2 separate regions of the Ovis aries genome follow, and region 1 is linked to region 2. Evidence: chromatin contacts called from public Hi-C data. All regions are on one chromosome and are shown on one strand. Each heading gives the region's core, a stretch centred on a gene start, on an enhancer-like site or on the middle of the called end of the contact. The rest is flanking DNA. Distances are from core to core; before and after follow the strand shown.

The links. A called contact is a pair of places that touch in the nucleus more often than the background predicts.
Region 1: a contact with region 2 is called in a Hi-C map of hypothalamus, with 5 times the contacts expected there. The contact joins two enhancer-like sites. A contact is called at or near these places in 14 of 16 Hi-C or Micro-C datasets (blood, hypothalamus, liver and 6 more).

Annotation. Positions count from the first base shown.
Region 1 is chr3:13,762,609-13,769,017 of ARS-UI_Ramb_v3.0, forward strand. No RefSeq gene overlaps it. Among named protein-coding and RNA genes, the nearest start is that of TTLL11, 25 kb to the right of the region's middle. Within about 2 kb of position 4,078, at least 6 of the 54 cell types and tissues checked have an H3K27ac peak or open chromatin away from gene starts, as enhancers often do. A contact at or near this core is called in hypothalamus, where this site is marked.
Region 2 is chr3:13,548,097-13,554,028 of ARS-UI_Ramb_v3.0, forward strand. LOC121819000 (a long non-coding RNA gene) reads left to right here. Exons shown (of 2, transcript XR_009600104.1): 2 at 1-854. Among named protein-coding and RNA genes, the nearest start is that of PTGS1, 11 kb to the left of the region's middle. Within about 2 kb of position 4,620, at least 3 of the 54 cell types and tissues checked have an H3K27ac peak or open chromatin away from gene starts, as enhancers often do. A contact at or near this core is called in hypothalamus, where this site is marked.

The sequences.
Region 1 (6,409 bases), core at 2,828-5,327, 210 kb after region 2:
GTTCGATCCCTGGTTGGGGAACTAAGATCCCACGTGCCGCAGTGCAGCTGAAAAAAAAAAAAAGTCCTGGAAAGGGACTGTTTTTCAAGAAAGACCAACTTGTGTGAATTTTGGTTAGAAACCCTGACTGAATTGCCTCCAGCAGCTGGGTACCTGGCAGGGGCTCCTCATGAGTGAAAGCTCTGAAATGTGTCTGGAGCGGGGACGTGGGGAGATGACTCTGGCCCCAGGTGAGGGTCTCTTCCTTTGCGCCCTCTTCACTCTGTCAATACCAAGCACCAAGGGGCATGTGGATGCGGAGGCTAAACAGCTCTTCTTTACAGATGGGGAAACCGAGGTCTTCCAGCCAGGAAACCACAGGGCTGGATGTTACCCCTTGGCCTCCTCATTCAAAGCCATTCCCTCTGGCCACTGCCCAGCATGCTGAGGTGCCCACTGGCTGTCCCTGGAGCCACTCATGGGAGCAGGTTCATGGAGAGCCTGGGTCGCCCAGGGCCGGGGTCAGCCCTGCAACTAGACAGGGAGGCTGCGAGGGAGGGCGCGGCCGGATCCACAGGTTGAAGCCTGTTTCTCTGGGCTTCCGGACTTCGTGCCTTCCCCGCAGCCCCTTCCCCGGCCGCCTCCCTTCCTGGCCTGGTCCTGGGGGTGACTGGTGGGTGGGGAGGGGTATCCGGGCTGCTGTGAAGAGAGTGTCTGCACAGGCTGATGGCCTGTCAGTTGGCTGCCGGGACATCCTCAGAGTCTGTGTGTGCAGAGGGATGGGTGTGGGGCACTGCAGAAGAGGAGGGGGTGGGGTGGTGAGCGGGGGTGGGGGGGGCATCTCTGTGGCGTGCTGTCCAGGCCCGGGCCTCTGTTTCCCCCGTCAGTGCAATGGGTCAGTCCAGCTCTGACACGCTGTCATCTATGTAAACCTCTTTGGGGTTGCAAAGAGTCGGACAGGTCTTACCGACTGAACAACAACAAGAATGTAAAGCTGAGTTGATGAGAGCATTTGGGTATGAAATTCTGGAGGCCCTGGGGTTCTCCTGATGGACGGGCGCTGACTGAAGGAGGCAGTGAGGTCTGGACAGGTGAACCCCTCCACGCCACAGAGCCTGCCTGGAGGGAAAAAGCTGCCTTCTCTGGTCTGTGCAGGGGAAGTGAAGCTGATGAAGGAGCCATCAGGGAGGGTGGAAGTTGTCATCTGTCCTGAAAGAAACAGTGCCCACCCCATGCTTGAGTCACACACACACACACACACAATCCTGGGTCATGGCTCCAGAGGACCCACATCCACAAACAGACACACACCCAGAGTCACACAGCCCCACAGCTGCAGCCTTCCCTCAGCCACACAGCCGCACTTGGCCCCTGTCCCTTGGCCATCAGCAGGCAGCCAACTCAGCTCAGTGATCTCACAGGGAACCAAGCAACCACACACACACATGCACGATCACAGCCCGCCTCACTCAGCAGGTGTACCTGCAGATGGACGGGTGCACACACACTCATACACACACACTCATACACACACACACTCATACACACACACACAACCACAAAGGCTCAGAGCTGACTTGCACAGTCTCCAGTGCCCCGGTGTTCACACGGGCACAGGGCCCAGTGCTGTGGCCAGCTCCTTGAAGAACCGTTTTTCACAGACACACACAACACAACAGAACCCCTCTCTGGATGGGGCCTGGGACGATGAGCAGCCCTCTGTGGGACCCAGAACCCCTCTTTTAAAAAGAAGGAGCTCCATGCCCCTCCTCCATCCTCCGGCACCCCCAGCCCCAGCATCCAAAGCACCGGGCATCCTTTCTCTCAGCAGATACCCGTCTTGTTGAACAGGGGTACAGTTAGCGCCTCCCCCCAGGGGAGCAAGCAAAGGCTACGAGGAGGAGAAGCCGGATGGTCCAAGGTCAAAGCCAGGAGATGGCAGAGGCAGGATTCGAACCCGAGGCTCTGGGCTCCCCAAGCCCGCGCTCTCCTCCGCCGCCCACTCCTCAATCCGCTCTGCCCGAGACCCCGCCGCGGGCTCCGTGCCCTCCAACCCCAGCACCCGAGGGCCGCCGGGCACAAAGCCACGCAGCGCCGCTCGAGGGGGCGCGCGTGGGAGCGCGCGCGGGGGCCCGCGCCTCCGGCCAAGATGTTCCCTCTCGGCGTGATTGACAGGCTCGAGTGCCGAGAAACAAAATTGTTTATGCGCTAATGAATAAGGCCCTGATTGCAAGATCCTGTTTGGAAAATTATAGTGCGGCGGCGGCGGCGGCGGCCACGGCGGCCCAATTACAGCCCGCGCTGCATATTCATTTCGTGTCTCCTTTGCATCGAGATGAACGGGCGGCCCCGCGCCCTGCAAAGGCAGCGCCAAATTTAGTCCCAGGTTCCGCACTCCTCCGCGCCATTGTCTGCCTCGACCACCTGCCTCCTGCCGGCCTGATTGCCGGCCACGCGCCCGCCCCGGAGGCGCGAGGAGGGAGGCCCAGAAAGTTCGCCCTGACACCCCCCGCCTTGCACCCCTCTCTCCGTGCTCTGCCTGCCTTCCTCGGGCTCCCCATCTCTCACTCTCTCCTTTTCTCTCTTCCTGTTTCTCTCCCCCAGGTTCTCTGCCTCTCTCCTCTCTTCCTTCTCTGTCTGTCCGACACCTTTCTTGGATTCTAAGTCTCTAACTCCGTGCTTGCGAATCTCATGGACTCTTTTCAGCCCTGTCGCCCCTCCCCCTTCAGTTGCAGAAATTCCCTGGGTTCTTGGGTCCTTAGGAACAATGGGGGCAGTGACGGGACCTGCCCGTTCTGCGGAGGCGCTGGAGGCAGGAGGAGCAGCCCACTTGGCCTTGGCTTTGAGGATGGGGTGGCTTGGCAGTCTCCCAAACCGGGTGTCTGGGGAAAGGTTCCTCCTGTGCGGTATCTTCTGTCTCCCCAGAACATCACCTGCACACACCCCGCAGTGAAGGCACCTGGCCTGGCCAGGCTCTGCACTCACACCTCAGTGCTGCCTTCCTGTCCGACTCTTTGCGATCCTGCGGGCTGTAGGCCACCAGGCTCTTCTGTCCACGGGATTCTGCAGGTGAGAACACTGGAGTGGGTTGCCCTGCCCTCCTGCAAGGGATCTTCCCAACCCAGGGATGGAACGGGGGCCTCCTGCATTGCAGGGAGATTCTTTACCATCTGAGCCACCAGGGAAGCCCCAGGGCCTTTGCACCTGCTATTCTCTTGCTGGCACTCTGTCTTGTCCCCCAAGACCCATCTCAAGTATGGGCCTAAGAAGCCTTCCTTCTCATCACTGTAGGCAACAGGGCAGCTCCCTCCCCCAGGCACCCTCATTTCCAGGCCGGTCTCTCTGTTACAGCTGTGGGCAGAGTTGCACCTGCATCCTTCCCTGGGGCCCTGACCCCTGAGGCTTGGGAACAAGGGTTGAGTCTTCCTGGTGCCCTGGTGGGTAGCTCAGGGCTGACACTGACCAGACTAACATGCCTGTTCCATAATATGGGTATATAGCCACTCCTCCTTGCAGGGTGTCAGTGGGCAGATGGGTATATAGCCACTCCTCCTTGCAGGGTGTCAGTGGGCAGATGGGTATATAGCCACTCCTCCTTGTAGGGTATCAGTGGGCAGGTGTAGATGTGAGGCTGGGAGGGAGGGCCTGGGGGCTCCAAGCCCACAGGGACCCCACAGGTCACAATCCGTTCTGTCTCAAAGCCCTGGACCTCCAGTCAGCATCAGGCCTGTTTACCCCTTCTCACTGATTAGGGTCATTGCCCCAGTCTGATGAGTGCCTGAGGCTCAGGTGTGGCAGCGAGTCTCGTGACAACGGTGATGGTGGCAGGGGGCTTTTCAGAGGGTAAGGACTGCGTGGGGTGAGGCTGTGCTTCCCGATGTCTGTTCCTGGGGTTCCCTGAGTGACCAACACACTCTTTGATGGGGTGGGAAATAGGGACTAAGATGTGAGCAAAAATGGACAACCACATACACACTGGCCTGGATAAACAACCTCATTGAAGACTCACAAAGTAACACACACACACTCCCTGAAAAACCCACAGCATTTGAGACACAAAGACAGACTGGTCCCAGGGGCTGTGTATGGGGTAGCACTGCCCTCTGGTGGCCTTTATGATCATCTCTCTGTAAGACCCAGACTGACTTGATAGAGCTACAGCTGAGCTGTTACAGGGGCTCCCAGACCCAGGGAACTGGGGCTCCCAGGGAGGAAGAAGCATGTAAATGCCCCCGAGGATGAGGGTTTGTACAGTTCCAGTTCCCTGCCCCTATCCCCATGTACTCCAGGAGCAGAGCTTGCTAACATAGGACCCATCCAGCAAGGCGAAGAGGAAGGGAGCTCCCTATCATTGGAGGTGTACAAGCTGAACTAGAGCCCCCTGAAGATTGGTGACCTGATGGTGGCCTTAAGTGGCAGAATAGATAACTTTGGAAGTCATCACCAGCTTGGGATGATACGTCCAGGCTTTTCCCACCCCCACCCAGTCCAGACACCCTCCTGTTCAGTTATTCGGTAGCTATTAAAATTTGAGAACTTCTCAGCACACGGAGCAGCAATGTGAGATCATGGATGATGGGAGATGAGGTCACAGGGGTGACAAGGCCACATCTTGGGGAGCTTAAAGGCCAGTTTTGAGAGCATTGGCGGTACCAATGCTTCATTTGGGGGTATTAGGAATCCGGGGACAGGCTCAGACAAGGAAGCAACAGCATCAGATGGGCATGTGAGTGCCAGCTAATGAGATGAAGCTGGGGTGGGAGAACCAGTCGGGAGGCACAGTGGTGGCCTGGACCAGGGCAGGGCAGCTGTGGGGTGGTGAGAAGGATGAAGATGCCAGAGCTGTTAAGGAGATTGAGCCAGCACGTTTTGGTGAGGGATTGGCCGTGGTGGGAGGGAACTGGAGGAAGTGAGCATGATGGTGGAGTCACCTTGGGGGATATCAGCGCTGGCTAGGGGTTGGGGGAGAGATGATGAGAATGGTTTGGATCTGGTAAGCCTGAGAGCCTGGGGACCTTTAGAGGAGAAGTCCAGGAGGCAGTTGGAATCGGGTCTGGTGACATCCTGGGAGCTGGAAGGTTGTTGACAGGTAACTGTAAGTAACAAATAGATGAGGTCACTCAGATGGGGCCTTCGTCTTATCTCCGTTAACCAAAAAGGATGCTAAATTATAAAACGTAGCACTTACAGGTATTATAAAGATTTCATCATCACCAAATGGATGAATTCTTAGAAACAGACATTTTCCTCCTGGTCTTCCTTTTTGGGGCTGCTAGTCTGATGGCCCCGTGAGGCTGTCTGCCTACCTGCCTGTCTGCTGGGTGGTCCAGCTCCCAGTCCAGGTAAGAGATGGGAGGTCAGAGGCTCAGGGACAGAGGGGAACAAGAGGCCCCCCAAATCCAAGAGGGAATAGTCGGGGAGGTGGGAAGAAAACCAGGAGAGCCTCTCTCCATCAGGGCCAAGGAGACAGAATTCAAGAAAGAGAGTGTGATCAGAGGAGGCAAAGAGGTGAGGACTGAGGATGTGCCCCAGACGCGGCAGTGGGGCTTTCACGTGGGGGGTTGCAACCCCTCATTCAGCAACAAGGCCCCCATCTAGGGGGTCCCTGCCCAAGGGAGCCAGCCTGGCATGGGGAAACAGGAGTGCCCTTTGACCTCGAGGCTCCTCCAGACTGAGAAACAGGCTGTAGATGGTGCCCCAGGGTGGGGTTTGACGGGAGGTGGCCTGGGAGGGAGCAACTGGCTGCAGTCCCTCCTCTGACCACGAGGGGGCAGCATGAGAACAGGTCATTCCTTGGCCCAGCCTTCTGCATTAAGGACTGTATTTCCCAGATCCTGCAGGGTGATCTGGAGCTCCCTGTGTCTCAGTTTCTTTCCCTGCAAAATGGGGCAGTTGGGCATTATTGGAATGTGAGCATGGATGCAGAATGCCAAGCCACAAGCGTGCAAGTAGGCAGGAGCCTGGGCTTCCTGTCTCAATGCATGAGCCGGCCACTATGTCAGTGCTTAGCTGGGCCTCAAGGAGCTGACCTCAGGGGCCACGGCCAGTCAGGCCTGAATCACTAGGATGGTAGCCACCCACCCCGCTCATCTGCCCACTAGCCACTGTCCCGCATGCCTCAGCCTTCAGCATCTGCTGCTGTTGGGGCGAGACTGAGGGTCTGGAGCCATAGCAGGTGCCCCATAGAGAGGAGAGAGGCAGGTGCTGGGAGAGGCTCAGGTGGGAGAAGGGTTGTGAACTCCACGCTCTTCACACCGGCAGAACCTCCTAATCCCTATGCCTAGACTCCACCCACCTGTGGGCAGCCTCCCAGCTGCACCTGCACACCTGCCTTGAGTACCTTGAGGCAGTTGAAGCCAACAGCTTGTCTGGGCCCTGCAGGATCTGGGGCCCCCTGGAGCCTGGGAGCACTGCTGGTCTTGCTGGTCAT
Region 2 (5,932 bases), core at 3,370-5,869:
CAGAAGAAGGAAAGGTTATGGGGATGAAAAGTCCCCTGCCTTTCTGGAGCCTGGCAGGCTTCAGAGCCGCCCAGAGTGGAAGGGAAAAGGATATGGATGGGATGCTGGAATCCAAAGCTGCTTCTCCTCGGTACTTCCTGGTGTGTTCTTGAACAGGAAAGGATATTTGTGTTTGCTGAACAACCAGAGCATGCCAGATACATCTGGGCACTTCGCAGACCATGTTTGCCAGAGTTGAGGCTCACAGAGATGAAGCAACTTCGGTCGAAGTCACAAAGTCTTGGAATCGCAGCGCTGGGACTCAATCCAGGTCGGGAATGACTCCAAAGCCAGCACTGTTTTCTTGAGTGGTTTCTCAATGGGGCTCCATTGACCTTTTGTGTAGGATTTTTCCCCCACACAGGGCAGGAAGTTCAGCTGGCTAATAGTAAGCTCAGTCACAGCAGCAACCAAAAATTGTTCAGTGCATTTCTAACCTCCCCTCTCCCTCCAGAAGATTACATCGGCCTCTGGCTGAGAACCATAACACCACACTGACCAAGCCTGGGGCTTTTCTGTCGCCTCAGGACCGGACACAGAGTTCTGATGAATGAATGAATGAAATATTCTGGAGTCAAATAAGAGTAGGTGTGAAACCCAGCTCTACCACTTCCTAGCCGTATGGTGTTAAGCCAGTGACTTAACCCTTCTGTGCCTCAGTTTCCTCATGTGTAACATGGGGAGAACACCAGCACCACATTTATAGGGTTGTTATGAGGATTCAACGAGTTAATTCTTAGAAAATGCTTAGGTCATTGCCTGACATTTAAGCTCTGTAATCAGTGTTTCTTAAATAAATGAACCCGATAAATGTATCACTGAATGAATGACTACTGCTTATACACACACACACAATCAGGATGCAATGTGCAAACACTTGCATATTTGTTATCTCATTTGATTGTCTCCCTTACCCTTAAAGGAAGGTTATGCACATTTTACAGATGAAAAACCTCGCTCAAGAGTTGGGGTGATTTGGCTAGAGTCTCCCAGTTGTTAACCGCAGCTCCAGAATTTCAAACTCTGGCTTCTCTGACTTTTCCATCCCCTGCAAATACGTGGCATTTTGACACCACAAATGATGCGTGAGGGCTCTTCCAAGGGCCTGGACAGGGAGGGGCCATCCTGATTCCCCGGCAATAAAGAACCAATTTCTCATCCATCCCACCTAGGGCTCTCTCACGGGGCTTCCCTTGCTATGTGGGGTGTGCGTAGATGTGTGTGCGCGCGCGCACGTGCGCATGTGAGTCACCAAGGGGTTGGGGATCGAGGAGGCCCAGCCCTGTGGCCAGGACCACAGGACCACAAGAAAGAGCTGAGCGGTGAGTGGGAACTGGCCAGCCGTCTGGCCGCAGGCCCCCACTCTGAGGCGAGAAGCCCTGGCTCTAGAGACACCTCAGAGCCCCCAAGCCTAAGCCCTTAGGACAAGAACTAGGTGTCTCCCAGGGCACCTGGGACCCAGCACACAGGGCCAGACTCCCTGCTCTGTGATTCCCTGCAGGTGCACTGCATCCATCCCACAAACCCTCATGAGATGGCATCTTGGCAAACCTCCCGACGGTCTGCTGGAGACTTCCACTTTTAGGGAGCTCTCAGACGATGGGTGAGCCTCCGAGGAGTAGAAGACAGAGGATGTGGTACTCCTGGGGACGCACACACATTCACGCAATGAGGGTCCCTTCTTCCCAGGCCAAGATTTAAGTCACAGCTGTAGTGGGCCTCCACCACAGTGGAAGCGTAGAGCGGCAGAAAGACGGAGAAACCCTGATGGCCCACACCTCAGCCCCCTCCCCTCAGCAGCTCTCTCCTTGCTGGTATCTCAGGCCGCCTCCTTTCCCTGGAAGCATAATTTAGATTATGCTGGATCGAGACTCCTCCTCACTCCTGTCCACTGGGACTCTCCAACTTTCTTACCCAGACCAACCCAACCTATTTCAGCTCAACCCACCTCAGTTCTCCTAAATTCAACTCATCCACCCAACTCAACTTCTTTCCACCCAACCCACCCAAATCTGGCCCTGCCAAATGCAACCGAACTCCGCTCCACTCAGCCGCAAGCAACCCATCTCCACACAACCCAACTCAGCTTAACTCAACTAAATTCCATTCAAGGAACATCGGCTCAACTCAGGGCCACTCAGCCAAACTGCTCTCCATTCAATCCAACCAAACTAAATTTTGTTCAACCAACTCACCCCAGCACGACATAACACAACTCTATTCCACCCAAACCAAACTCAATACACTCAACCCAGCTCAATTCAGCCCAACTAAACCCACCCCTACCCAGCTCTGTTCTTCTTGTTTTGCTTTTCCCCCTTCTGCCAGATACTAAATACTTGCTTCCTAATCCTGCCCTTTTGGCAGATTCCCTATCCTTCCCCAAACAGTGAGACACCGAGTCAGTACCTGACCTAAAAAGAAGATGGGGAACGTTTCCTTTGGATTTTCCACCTCCTTTCTTTCCTCCCAACACTAACCATGTCCCTTCACTGATAACAAGCTTCACTCATCTCTGACTTCCCACCACTTGCCCTTACCCTTTCATGAAAGCCCAAGGCCACGAAGCCTCAGAGACCTCAGCCTACGGGGCCTCTCATCTCTGCACACATTATCCCCAGGGAAGTGGGTCTGGGGGACATTTAGATTGGGCAGCCGGGAGGGTCCAAGCCCCAGAGGAAATTTGATGGGCAGAAGTAGGACCACCAGACCTGAGCACCTTGCAGGCAAAAGGATCTGGCTTTTGCAGAGCCCCAGGGGGCAGAAGGCTCTGCGACTGGCTTCCCTGCCGCAGCCACCTGGCCCTTTTCCACTCCTGGAAGGCCCTGCCTTCCTTTCCCTGCCTTATCACTCAGTCCTCACTAATCTCTGTATCTCTTTCTCTCTCTTGGTCATTATCTCTGTGTGTGAGTGGCCTTGTTGCTTCTTCTCTATCTTGGACACTCTCTTCCTCTTTTGCTCTCTCATGTGGTTAATCTTCTTCTTGCTGACCCTCCTCCCATCTCTGTCTCTATTTCTGGTACAATCAGCTTCATGTTCGATGCTCTGGCTGGGGAGTTAACTTCTCCTTCCATCCCCTCTGCCTCTTTCTGATGGGGAAACCCACAGTCACCTGGGGACTGCCTGGGAACCTCTCTGGCTGCTGAGTCAGGCCTGAGGCCACCTGCGCCTGCGCTGAATCTGCTTCCCTCAGAAGGAAGGAAAGCACAACTCTACACCCTAGAACCTAGAAGGGGCTTTCGGCCCATCTTCCCATTTTATGAATGGGAAAACTGAGCCCCAGAGGCTGCAGGGGCAAAGCCTAAGATCATTCAGAGGTAACAGAGTGAGAACGAGGCCCTCCTGAGCTGGAGACCCCAGACTCTGAACCTACAGGAAGAAGGCAGGGAGGCCAGACTGGCTGAGAGGTGGGTGGGAGAACAGTTGCCTCTACCCTGGAAGCTGTCTCCAGGACTGAGAGAATTCTGTCCCTTCCAAAGCATCTCAGAGTGGTGCCTCCCTGTCTGTCTGTCTAACTCTTAGCTAAGTGTATTCTCTGAGTAGGGTGGGGAAGAAAGGAGACAAGAGGCAACCTGGGTGCCCCTCTAGTGAGGGTCACTTATCACTGACCCTGACCTTTCCCATCTCTTGAGGTCAGGACCCAGCCCTGCACAAAAGCACAATTCTGAAAGCACGACGGGGAAGGCGTCACGGGCCCAGGAGAAAGGAGGAAGCCAGGCTTTGGCCTCCAGCAACAGAGCCGCAGCCTGAGGGTCAGTGCGGGGGTTTCAGCCAGACCAAATCTAGAATCCAGCCACTGAGGCGCAGCTCCCCCAAACCACCCTGGTCCCAGGGAAGGGTGAGCATGCAGGCCCAGAGCCAGGAGGGTATTCCTCCCTGCCTCCACCCCCACACACACCCCTCCAGCCTCCTGGTCAGCCCAGGGCCCAGCAGGAACCAAGCCAGGGCCGGCCAGTGAGATGGCCTTGCCCCAGCCCAGAAGGCAGGCCCCAGCTCTCTCCTCCTTGGCTGGGACTGGCTGCACCTCTAACTACTCTGAGATGCTCTCTCAGCACCTCTGAGTTCCTGGGCAGGTGCCGGCCTGCCTTCCTCGGAATTCTAGGCTGTCTGAAAATAGCAAGAAGAGAGGACTGTGGTCTGCGTGGTGGGCAGAGAGAAGCTGGGATGGGGTGGGATGGGGGCGGGGTGAGATTCTAGGTACAGGCGCAGACGCCACTAGGACTAGCGCTGACCTGATCTCAAGTACCCTTCACCCCCTCCCATAAGCCCCAGCTTCCTGCTTTTCTGTAGAAAGGGCCCAGCCCTTCTTTCCACTGAACAGATCCGGAGACCCAGAGGGGGAAGCAGGGGACCCCAAAGACACAAAGCAGAAGCTGGGGCTCCTGGCCCTCGGTTCCCCGCTCTGTCCTCAGCAAGCTCTTGGGGTGGAGTTTGGGTTAGGCTCCTAGCTGTCTCATCTGCACAAGAGGCCCAGTTCAGGCGGTTCTCTCCTGGCCTGAGCTGTCATAACCCCAGTAGAGCCCCGGTCCTCAGAACCCACAGCTGGGCCTGTCTAGCTCCCTCCCAGGGGCCCTGGGAAGGCAGGTCCCCTCCCTCCCTCTGCCTTTGCCTGGGCTGGCTCTTCCTTCCTCTTTTCCCCAGCACCCCTCTCCCCACCTCCACCCTGGGCCCCACAAAGCTGGGGAGAGGGGGAAACAGAGGGCAAATCTGAGGCCCTGCTGAGCCTCAGGGCTGGCCAGGTCCCCAGGGGCAAGCTCACTGAGCTGACCTCACACACTCCCACCCATCAGGCAGTCTGCATCTTGGAAGGTCCTGGGACAGTGTGATACTGAAGTCAGCTTCCCCAGCTCCCCGATGGCCCTGCTGTCTTGGGATCTCGTGGCACGAGTTGCTTCCTCTGTCCGATGGGCCTCTTGCAGGTGGGCCAGCTGCCACCACCTTCCCTGGCAGTTAAATTTCTTTCAAGAGGCTACAAGGGCCAGTTCCACCAAGAAGCATGAGTCCTGCCTCTGTTCTTACTGGTTGGGGGACCCGTGTGGCTGCCCTGTGTATCTCTTCCTTCGGTTGATCTTCGTCAGTACCCTCTCCCTGTAAGAAACCACAACCGTGACTATCAGAGCTTTCGGGGAGCTGTGTGAGTCTTTGTAGTGAATGACCAGACCTGAGGGCACCACCCGAACTTGCTGTCGGTGTCAGAAGTGAGGCGGCCTCGTGTGCAGACTGTGCCCTCTGACCTTGTAACTGGCCTGACGGAGGTCCTGTCATCGTGGAGGCTGTTTTACATGCTGGGAAACTAAGTCACCTGATCAAGGGTGCACAGTTGGCAAATGAGAAGCAGGTGAGATTTGAGAGCTGGCAGCCAAGCCCTGGTGGCTCAGTCAGTAAAGAATCTGTCTGCAGTGCAGGAGACTGGGGTTCGATCCCTGGGTTGGGAAGATCCCCTGGAGAGGGGATTGGAAACCCACTCCAGTATTCTTGCCTGGAGAGTTTCATGGACAGAGGAGCCTGGTAGGCTACAGTTCATGTGGTGGAAAGACTCGGACACAACTGAGCCACTAACACACACACAGCCAAGCCCTAGTGGCCCAGTCAGTAAAGAATCTGCCGGCAGTGTAGGAGATCGGGGTTTGATCCCTGGGTGGGGAAGATCCCCTGGAAAAGGAAATGGCAACCTGCTCAGTATTGCCTGGGAAATCCCATGGACAGAGAAGCCTGGAGGGCTACAGTCCATGGAGTCACAAAGAATCGGACACGACTTAGAGACTAAACAACAATGACAAATTCCAGCATTAATGATCCTGGAGTCCCGAAGAGGTTAATGCCCCAGAACAGGGCTGACCCTGCCCCATGACACAGGGTCCCTTGTACAGACGAGGACTGCTGCTAGCTTCAG